2 separate regions of the Muntiacus reevesi genome follow, and region 1 is linked to region 2. The links are chromatin contacts, called in public Hi-C maps. All regions are on one chromosome and are shown on one strand. Each heading gives the region's core, a stretch centred on a gene start, on an enhancer-like site or on the middle of the called end of the contact. The rest is flanking DNA. Distances are from core to core; before and after follow the strand shown.

Region 1 (5,054 bases), core at 1,280-3,779, 450 kb after region 2:
TGCTCCCTCTACCCTCCACGGGCCCCACCCCCCATTATCCGGCTCCCCAGCCCCAGAAGCTTCCACATAGTCCGACGCTAGACCTGGAACGGGAAAAGTGGGGGGGGAGGGCACCGGTGGGGAGCTTGAACCCCAGGCACACTCCCGTTTCATCTTTAATCCCGCTGTCACCCTTGTAACCTCCCCCACTCTCTAATCCTAGTCTCCACCACAGACTTTACCCGGCCTCCCAGTCTTTTTGCTCTTCACCCCTGGGCCCTATGGCGACGCTTGCAATAAGGCAATAACCCTTACCTTCTCAGACCATCATGCCGCCCCTTTCCCCCAGGCACACCCCGGTCATCTTGATGGGGGCAGCCATCTTGAGTGATGGCACAACTGCGGCTTCACGCTGCATCCCCAGCGTGGTCACGGACGCCATCTTGGAACCGGGCGACAAAAAAGATTTCAGAGACCCAACCCTCCTTGATTGGGCTCCGCCCAATGGATTTTTAAAAAAAAGAAAGAAAAAGAAAAGCTGCCGAGCATTGGCCAATAGGAGAGGATAACGCAAAAGAGTGGCCGACCTTACGTCCGGAGAGCTCCAACCCCGGCACTGCGGGGACAGGCTGTACTTGATTGGTTAGATCCTTAGATCTACTCGAATAGATGGCGTTAAATTGCCCTGCCTCTCCAAGGTCGGGAAAAACCTTTTAACGAGCAAGACACTAGAGGGAGCATCTTGGGGCCTGAGTCACTGAAGTTCCCTCCACTGTGTAGCCTGGAGACATATAGCCTGTGAAACGTGGCCCAGGGAAGACTGAATACTTCTTTCGAACAGTGATTCATACCTCTCCTAAGGGCCCCGCCCCCACCCAGACCCTTACGAACCCTTGGGGACTCCTCTTCGCAGTCTTTCCCAGTACACAGTACACCCTCAAATGAATTCCACTCATAGGTACAGCTCTCCGTAGGAAACGGGACTCACCCTCCCTCCTGGATGTCCAAACCTTTTAAAGTTCACCCTCTTGTCCGCTCTGTAGAAAGGGAATGGGTGTGAGAGTTTGGGGTAGAGGAGCAGGGGCTGCAACCTGAGTTCCAGCAGTAGTCCCTGAAACACCTGACCTCTGAAGTTGATCCTTCCTTCCCTGGTTCCCTAGGAAAGAAAGAAAGTGGAAAGGTTCCCTAGGCAGAGTTGGCAAATAAAATCGAGAAATATAGGCTCCTGCCCTCAAATGCGCTCCGCTCCAAAGCCAGGGACAAATCAGTGGAGCGCCCTTTCAAGCACTAAGTGCTCCACAGGGGAATAGTTGAAGATAGAATAAAATTTCTTAGGCTCTGGTCGCCTCCCCTACGAGCTCTCACATCACCACTCCCATCTCTTAGGAAGAGGTCAAAGGATGAAAGATACAAATACTTGTGATATCTATTTAGCTGATTTCACCCAAATGCCTTGGGCCTGGGGAATGCATCTCTGTCCTCCCTCATAATCAGGACAGGGACAAGGGCCAGGACCTTGGTCGGAGGGATGTTATGGCCCCTGCTGACTCATATTGACTGACCACTGCCTAGAACTGATAAGGGGATCGAATGCCCAGAGACCTTCAACCTTTATCCTGCCAGAGCACTCCAATGATGGGGGGTTGGGGGATGGGGAGGGGGTGTGGGGTGAGCAGCAGCTCCTTTCTGAATTTGTTTTATTGGGGGTGGGCTGTGCTTGCTGATCTGCACTCAGGAAGGGCATTCTGGTTCTAGTGTTTTCTCCCCCATCTCATTCATTACACATTAACTCAAAAAAGTACAGAGTCAATCACACCTGGCCTCTGACCCTGATCCTTATTCTCCTAACCCGTCTTCCCCTCACCCCTGTCCCTGATTTTTTATTTTATCGCCTCTCTTCTGTTCCCCGATACCTCTCTGCCACATTTCAGTGAATGGGGGTAGGGTTGGGAGATGAAATTTACCCATAATGGTACAAAGATACCAAAGGCTGAGGTCATTAGATCTGATACACCAAAGTTTTCCAGGAAAAAACAGAAGAAAACCCCAAAAATCCTGCTTACTGCAGGATTCAGATCCAAGGACTACTGCTCCCAGGCCCCAAAGGAATGAATCTTGAACAGGACTAAAATGTATCCCCTTGGCATCCATTAAGGCCCTGCCTCCGACCCCATCACCAGGCGTCTCCCATATGCCGGCCTCTCCTCCCCCCACTTCTCTAACTTGTTTACTCCATCATAGTCCCTGCCCCACTGGACTCCTCCAAAGTCCTTATCACCTGACGGGGTGGAGTGGGGAAGCCTAGAGATATATAGCCCCTGCCTCCTCAGCCAGGCCAGACACAGGCAGCAAGGACGGCATCGCTGACTAGGTACAGTGAAGGAGTAAGAGGCGAGCGCGGCATTCAAAGATTTAAGTGTAGGAAAGGGGGACACCGGGTCGGGGTGGACGTGTAGGGAGGGGGTCGCTGGGGAAGGGCTGAAGCCCATGCAGCTTCAGTGACCTCCCCTGCCCCCAACTTCACAGGCCACTTTCCCTACCGTTGCCACCATGAAGCTGCTTGCATTGACTGTGCTGCTCCTGACCGTCTGTAGCCTTGAAGGTGGGTGTGATCTGAAGAGGGGTCCCCAGGAGGAGAAGGTGCTTAGGTCCTAGCCGCCCCTCTGTCTGTGCTCCTATGCCCAGGCCTGGCAACCAGAGAGCTTAAGAGGAAACGCATCCCCTCTCTAACGCCCAGAAAACCCATCCAAAGACCTGGAGTTGGATGCCTGCTCAGGGAGAGGGCTGAGAGCTGAGGCTGAATGCTGGCAGAGATGGGGGACTCATTGCTGGGGACCCAACTGAGAGAGTGTGTGTGTTTCTGTGTGTGTGCAGGCGCTCTGGTTCGGAGACAGACCGAGGAGCCGGATCTGCAGACCCTGGTCTCTCAGTACTTCCAGACCGTGGCCAACTATGGCAAGGACCTCGTGGAGAAGGCCAAGGGCTCAGAGCTTCAAACCCAAGCCAAGTAAGTCTCAGCAAAGGGGGCGCAGGGACCAGGGGGCTGTGGAGAGAAAGAGGGAAATTGGGAGATCCCACAGAACACTGGGCTCAGGGCTGGGGGGCTAGGGAGGATGAGGTCTAAAAATAGAGGAAATTCCATCATCACCCTACAGATCCCTCAGACTTCTTAGACAGGTAGGGGCAGCAGGAACTGGGCTTCGAATTTCTATCTCTATGGTCTGTTTCTCTGCCCAGTTAAGAGCTCGCCTCCCCTCCTGGGAGCTTCACTGTTCCAGGGCAGACCAGGCATTAGGGTTTGGGGCCTTGGGGCTCACCTCCCACCACAAGAAGGCCAGTACCCGCCCATCACCCTAACTTCTAATCCCTCACGTTTCCAGGGCCTACTTTGAGAAGACACAGGAGGAACTGACGCCCCTGTTCAAGAAGGCTGGGACTGACCTGCTCAACTTCTTGAGCAGTTTTATAGACCCCAAAAAAGAGCCTGCCGCCCACTGAGGTGTCCAGACCCTGCTCTCCCATCCCTAGTTTCTTCCCTGGGACACCCACTGGCCAGGCCTGAAACTCCTCTCCCTACCCACTCCTTGTTTTCTACAATAAACTTTGCAGGAATTAAGTTGTGAGCCTGGTCTGTCTGGGGAACCAGGAGAAATAAGTGTTGTGGGGGAAGAGTAGGAGGAAGAACAAAGAGAAATCTGCTTCTAACAGGAAAGGAATTTTGGTGTGAAGGGCTGGAGAAAGGGTTGATGAGACCAGTGATGGAAATGACAGGGTGGGAGGTGCTGGTGACTCTTCTTCAAACCCAAGAAATCTTTTTATAGGCCTGGGAATGGCCTAAGGAGACTTTGCCTTGGACATGGTACTTGAAAGGCATGAAAGATTCATAATCTGAATCCCTAGATTCCTAGAGGTCACAGGAAATGAGAGCACCCCTCAGAATTTCCTCTACCACACTGTGAAGAGGAGAACACTTCCCCAAATGAGCCCAGAGGTGTCACCCAAGGCCCCTTCCTTCCATCTGAGCCAGGGGACACCGTGCTTCTCCCCTGAAAAGAAAAGAAAGTGAAAGTCCCTCGGTCGTGTCTAACTCTTTAATTCTCCAGGCCAGAATTCTGGGGTGGGTAGCCATTCTCTTCTCCAGGGGATCTTCTCTACCTGGGGATTGAACTGAGGTCTTCTGCGTTACAGGCAAACTCTTTACCAGCTGAGCCACCAGAGAAGCTTTCCCTGGAGGTGCTCTAATCCTTGCATTTAAAACCTCTCACCTAGACCCCTGTCTGCAGAACACTCATTCCAAGTATCTCCGCCACTATTCAAAGTGTTAGTCACTCAGTCGTGTCCGACTCTTTGTGACCCCATGGACTGTAGAACACCAGGCTCCTCTGTCCACGGGGTTCTCCAGGCAAGAATACTGGAGCGGGTAGCCTTTCCCTTCTCCAGGGGATCTTCCTGACTTAGGGATCAAACCCAGATCTCCTGCGCTGCAGACAGATTCTTTACTGTCTGAGCCACCGAGGAAGCCCCTCCCTTATCATTATCTGGGTGCTGTTCATAGAACTGGCCTAGATTCTGGTAGCTATGTTAGAGCCTAGAACTAGCAGACACGATAGCCAGTTCAAGGCCTGACAGTTCTCCAACTTGCTGGACATGTAGGACTTGAGAAATTCTGGTAGCTGTGATCCCTGGGTTAAATCAAAATGGAACATAAGTCAGGCTGGATTGATGCAGGAGATTTACAATCCCCAAACGGGAAAATGGGCATGTCCAATAAAAGTTTGTTTCCAGTTTATCTTTAAAATATTTACTTCCCTACCCTAACTCATCCTTCATATCTCATCTGAAATCACCTTTTCCCAAGACATCAGAAATGGCTCTAATTTCTTCTGTATACTTTTTAAGACTTTTATTTTATATTGGAGTATAGTTGATTAACAATGTTGTGTTTCAAGCACATAGCAGGGTAATTCCCTACATAACAGGGTATACATATTTCATGTATCTGTTCTTTTCCAAATCCTTTTCCCAGTTAGGTTATTATAGAGTATTGAACAGAGTTTTCCGTACTGTACAGTAGG
Region 2 (5,548 bases), core at 62-2,561:
GTCACACTTCGACTGACCCCTGCATGACTGGAAAAAAAAAAAAACCCTTTAAAATATCAAATAGCAACAATTACAAAAACAAAAAACCCACCCCCATAAATGGTAAAGTTTGGGTCCACTTCTTGTCTGCTTCTTCTACTCAAGTAAATCTTTTGCCTCTGAAATACTACTACTTACAAAAGAAGTATTCCTTTATTTCCTTATTCATTTTAATTATGAACCATGTGAATGTATTACCTATTGAACAATAAGTACACTAAATTTTTAACATCTTATAATGGCTTCAGAACAAATCTAAACTCTTTTCCCCTTGGCTTTAAAGGCCCTGGAGATCTGGTCCGAAACCTCTATTTTATCACTACCTTATGTTTTTTATGTAATATTTATAACAAAGGCTGGCTGTAAAATTGCTGACTCAGTAAGCGTAAACTGTTGTGATTACACTCCTTCTGCCACTGCTACGTCCTAATCAATTTTTCTCTCCCTCAATCTCCCCTACATCAGCCACGCCCGCCTCAAACACACACAATGAAAATAACCTGCTCTCCCTCTGAAGTTTGAATAACCTTAACCTCTGTTAATCTCTCTTACTACACCCCTCGCATCCTAGTCTGCATTTCCTCAGTATGTGTCTGGCTACTCGAGAAGAGATTTAAACTCTTTAGGTGCAGAGACTTAGTCATTTATCTGAAGATTCCTCCCACCCTCGAAAACTTAGCGACTGCAGAATGAACCAACAACACAAACAAAATGAACTAAAACCCTGCGCGTCATCAGGGGACCGTCTCTTGTCCACTTCTCTCTGACACAAGCCTACGCAAGAGGGAGCTGAAGATTCTGGCGGTCCGGCAGCCCTCTGGTCCTCTCCGCGGCCCTGAGAGGAAAAGGGCGAGGTGGGGCAGGGTCGCAGCGCGGCGGGGTGGCTCTCCCCACCCACCCGACCACTCACCAGTGCACCAGCACCGCGCGGCCCTCGGCGCGAGCCTGGACAATGAAGGCCACACAGCGGTCCAGATGACTGAGCAGGTCGGTCTCGGGTTTGTCGAGCGCTCGCACGAAGAGACTCCGTAGACCCTCGACCCCAGCCCCCGTTTGGAAGTCAGGCTCCTCCGAGTCCACCGTCAGCACTGCCGTGACGCCCGCCTCCCTCAGGTGGTCTGGCTCCGCGACGGCCGCGGCTCCACCCAAGAACAGCCCCGGACGCACCTCCAGCATACGCCTGGCAGAGCGGGCTCGGCTCTGGCTGCAGATGTGGTGCTCGCAGTCATGGCTACCATCCTGCGCCTCCAACATGGCGGCGCCCGGAGGCCGGGCTGCGGCGGGCCCTACCATCGAGTAGGCAATCGGCTAGAACGTCCTTACTTTAGACTGGCCAGGCTGAGTTGCGCCGCTGCTGCCTTGGAGGATTTCGTCGACCGCGGGAATGTGGATTTACTGGGGAAGGTGACGTACTTCGGCCTGGGCGGAGCTAAACCCCATTCGCAGCGGCTTCTGAACCCTAACTCGAATACCTACAGGGATGCTTAGGCTCTTAGTGTTGAGATTTTTATGGATTTCTGCAGGAGCAGAAAATGGATTCAGATGGTCCCACCAACTGAATCAGTACCATAATCTTATGCTTTTGAAATACAACACTTTTTCAGTACGTATGAAACCATTTGTTTGTAGTTCTTCTCTTGTTACTTTTTACCTTTTTTTTCTTCTTGCCCCCCCCCCTTTATTGGTATGTGACTTCTTGTTGGTATATATTATTCTGTATACTTGAAAATATTGACCCCATGGTTCTGTATCAGTGCACTCCAAAGATAACCAAGGGGGAAAGAAAAAGATAACCAAGAATCCACGTGTAGTTAAATTTGAGTTTATTACTCAATCATGAACTGTAGAATTTTGGGAAATGAGGGTCTTAAGAGAATGTTGCTGCTGCTGCTGCTGCTAAATCGCTTCAGTCATATCCGACTCTGTGCGACCCCATAGATGGCAGCCCACCAGGCTCCCGCGTCCCTGGGATTCTCCAGACAAGAACACTGGAGTGGGTTGCCATTTCCTTCTCCAATGCATGAAAGTGAAAAGTGAAAGTGAAGTCGCTCAGTCGTGTCCGACTCTTCGCTACCCGATGGACTGCAGCTTACCAGGCTCCTCCGTTCATGGGATTTTCCAGGCAAGAGTACTGGAGTGGGGTGCCATTGCCTTCTCCGAAGAGAATGTTAGGAAGATCCTATTACAGGATTTTGGGCTTCCAAGGGGGCGCTAGTGGTAAAGAATCCCCCTGCCAATGCAGGAGACTTAAGAGACCTGGATTCAATCCCTTGGGTCCAGAAGATCCCCTGGAGGAGGACATGGCAACCCACTCCAGTATTCTTGCCCGGAGAATCCCATGGACAGAGGAACCTCGCCGGCTACAGTCCATAGCGTCGCAAAGAGTTAGACACAACTGAAGCGACTTAGCATGCATTACAGGATCAGAGCTTATATTAGATGAGTTAGGGCTAAGGGACTATGGAAGCAGGAGTTTGCTCTGGACTGGATGTTGTCAGGAAGTAGGGGTGATTCTGTGATTCAGTATGTTAATAAATCTTACCCAAGGGAAAGAAGGCTAGAGAGACGCTAAACTTGTATTGGTCAAGAAATAGCAGTCATGGTACTGGCATAAAGACGGAAACATGGGCCAACGGAAGAGAATGAAGAGTCCAGAAATAAACCCTCACTTATATGTTCAAATGATCTTTGGCAAGGGTACCATGACCAAACAGTAGTCTTGTCAACAACTTTTTGGACATGACACCAGAAGCAATAAGTGGGACTATGTCAAACTAAAATGTTTCTGCATAGCAAAAAAAACAATCAACAAAATGAAAAGGTAACCTACAGAATGGAAAAAAATATTTTCAAACCATATATCTGATAAGGAGTTAATATCCAAAATATATAAAGAACTCATACAACTCAGCTGTAAATAAAAATAGAAAATGGACAGAGAAACTGAGAAGAGATTTTTTTTTTCTAAAGAAGACATACAAATGGCCCACAGGTACATAAAAAGATCCTTAATATCACTACCCATCAGGGAAATACAAATCAAAACCATGATATCACCTCATACTTATTAGTATGGCAATTAAAAAAAAATAAAAACAGTAGGTAGCATGTTGGTGAGGATGGTGGAGAAAAGAGAACCCTTGCGCGTTGTTGGTGGGACTATAAATGGATATATCTACTACAGAACCTGTATGTAAGTTCTTCAGAAACTTAAAAAACAGAGCTACCATATAATGCAGCAATCCCATTGCTGGATATATGTCCCAAGGATATGAAATCAGGATCTTACAGAGATATTTGCACTCTCATGTTAGTCACAACAACCAACACATGAAGTGACCTCAGTGTCCATCTAAGCATGGACGGTAAAGATGTGATTTATATATTATGCAATATTACTTAGCCAAATGAAAGTAGGAAATCCTGCCACTTGTGATAACATGAATAGAAATTTGAAAGCATTATGCTAAGTGAAATAAGTCAGAGCGAGAAAGACAAATATTGCATCTTATCACTTATATGTGGTCACTGAAAAAGCTAAGTCATAGAAACAGAATAGAATAATGGTTGCCTAGGGTTGCAGGGAGGGAGAATTGAAGAGTTGTTCAATTGATATACAGTTTCTGTTTTTCAAGATGAAATGGTTAAAAGAGTAAATTTTGTGTTTTTTTCATCATAATTGTTTTTAAATAGTGGTTAGCCATTTTAGCTAAAATAGAAGTATGTTTGCTATTTTGTAATTGGACAATGTTCACGTTCTGTCTTATTCAGACATATTATGTTGGTCTTTGTCTTACTTCGTCATGATCTCAGAGTTGCCTTGTGTGGTGCTGATTTTCTGTGAAGTTGTTTTTGTTCAGCAGGAGAGGAAAAAACACCTAACTGTGAGGGCCTGGCCAGCTGTAGCAACACTAAGGAAGATCTACCTCACTAAGGAAGATCTACCCTGGCTCCTGGGTGCCAGGGTCTGCTTTTCCCTTTCTCATATATGACTTTATGATTTTCAAAGAGATTGAGACTTGGGGCAGGGACACTTGACCCCCGTCTAAGTCAAATGGAGGAAGCAGCAACTACTTGTGCTTGGAAACACTTAAGTGGGCAACCCATAGGGATAGAGGAAGAGTGGTATCTTCCCTTACTCCCACCACAGGCTCTGAACCTCTGAAGGGTAAGGACTTCGCCTCTTCACCTTTGTGTCCCCTGCCCCACAGAATTTGGGCTAATGGTGCTGATTATTCCATCTTTGAATGTTAGAGATGAAAGGAGTTCTAGAAAAGACACCGTATACTTCCCTTTCCGTGTCATGTCCTTCCCCATCCCAAAGGCTTTATCTCAAAGTCTCGCTTGGTGTTTTCGCTGCAGAGTCATGTTAGCAATCTTCTGAGCCCTTGGTTGGATCAACTCGGCCTTTCTCACTTTATGGTCCTGGAAACCTCTCCTGTGTGTCAGGCTCTGCAGTAGATGCTGAAGCTACAAAATGAGTAAGTCTTTGCCCTTGAGGAACTTAGAGAAAAACTGGAGTAAAAGATAAATAAATAACCTAACAGTGTTTTGACAGGAGTAAGGGCAAATCACTAAGAAGAATGCTGGGGGTGGGCATATATGGAATATATAAAAAATACTGAAATATATGTATCAAACTATTAACAATGGTTACTTCTGGGAGCTGACATGAGGAGACGTACATGATAGGGTTTATACACTTCTTCCTGTATAATTTCTTAATACACTTCTTTCTGTACAACAGTACATGAACCGTGAACTTCCAGATGTTCAAGCTGGATTTAGAAAAGGCAGAGGAACCAGAGATCAAATTGCCAACATCCGCTGGATCACTGAAAAAGCAAGAGAGTCCCAGAAAAACATCTACTTCTGCTTTATTGACTATGCCAAAGCCTTTGACTATGTGGATCACAACAAACTGGAAAATTCTTCAAGAGATGGGAATACCAGACCCCTTGACCTGCCTCCTGAGAAATCTGTTTGCAGGTCAAGAAGCAACAGTTAGAACTGGACATGGAACAACAGACTGGTTCCAAATCAGGAAAGCAGTATGTCAAGGCTATATATTGTCATCCTGCTTATTTAACTTATATGCAGAGTACTTTATGATTTGAATCTTTTCAAGAAGTATTATTAAAATTATTCATTGTTAACAATCATAAATATTTACATTATGAAACAATGGGAGGGGGGAGAATTAAGGGTTAATCTCCTAGACATTTTATTAAGGTAGCCTAAATCATTCTGTCTGCAAAGGAGATCCAACCAGTCCATCCTACAGGAGATCAGTCCTGGGTGTTCATTGGAAGGACTGATGCTAAAGCTGAAACTCCAATACTTTGGCCACCTCATGCAAAGAGCTGACTAACTGGAAAAGACCCTGATGCTGTGAGGAACTGAGGGCAGGAGGAGAAGGGGATGACAGCGGATGAGATGGCTGGATGGCATCACCGACTCGATGGGCATGAGTTTGAGTAAACTCCGGGAGTTGGTGATGGACAGGGAG

What was found. Hi-C and Micro-C count contacts between places; a contact is called where the count stands out from the background.
Region 1: a Hi-C map of muscle shows a contact between it and region 2, with 4 times the contacts expected there. The contact joins the promoter of APOA2 here to the promoter of DUSP12 in region 2. A contact is called at or near these places in 2 of 3 Hi-C or Micro-C datasets (blood and muscle).

What each region holds. Positions count from the first base shown.
Region 1 is chr1:71,299,576-71,304,629 of mMunRee1.1, forward strand. APOA2 (apolipoprotein A2) reads left to right here and starts at 2,530. Exons shown (of 3, transcript XM_065940602.1): 1 at 2,530-2,581; 2 at 2,854-2,986; 3 at 3,360-3,477. The coding sequence starts at 2,530. The coding sequence ends at 3,477. It overlaps TOMM40L (translocase of outer mitochondrial membrane 40 like), which reads right to left and starts at 437. Exons shown (of 9, transcript XM_065946993.1): 1 at 295-437; 2 at 1-83.
Region 2 is chr1:70,846,565-70,852,112 of mMunRee1.1, forward strand. It overlaps DUSP12 (dual specificity phosphatase 12), which reads right to left and starts at 1,312. Exons shown (of 6, transcript XM_065946783.1): 1 at 950-1,312; 2 at 1-27. The coding sequence starts at 1,293. LOC136176502 (a long non-coding RNA gene) reads left to right here and starts at 1,159. Exons shown (of 3, transcript XR_010664592.1): 1 at 1,159-1,642; 2 at 4,402-4,520; 3 at 4,787-5,548.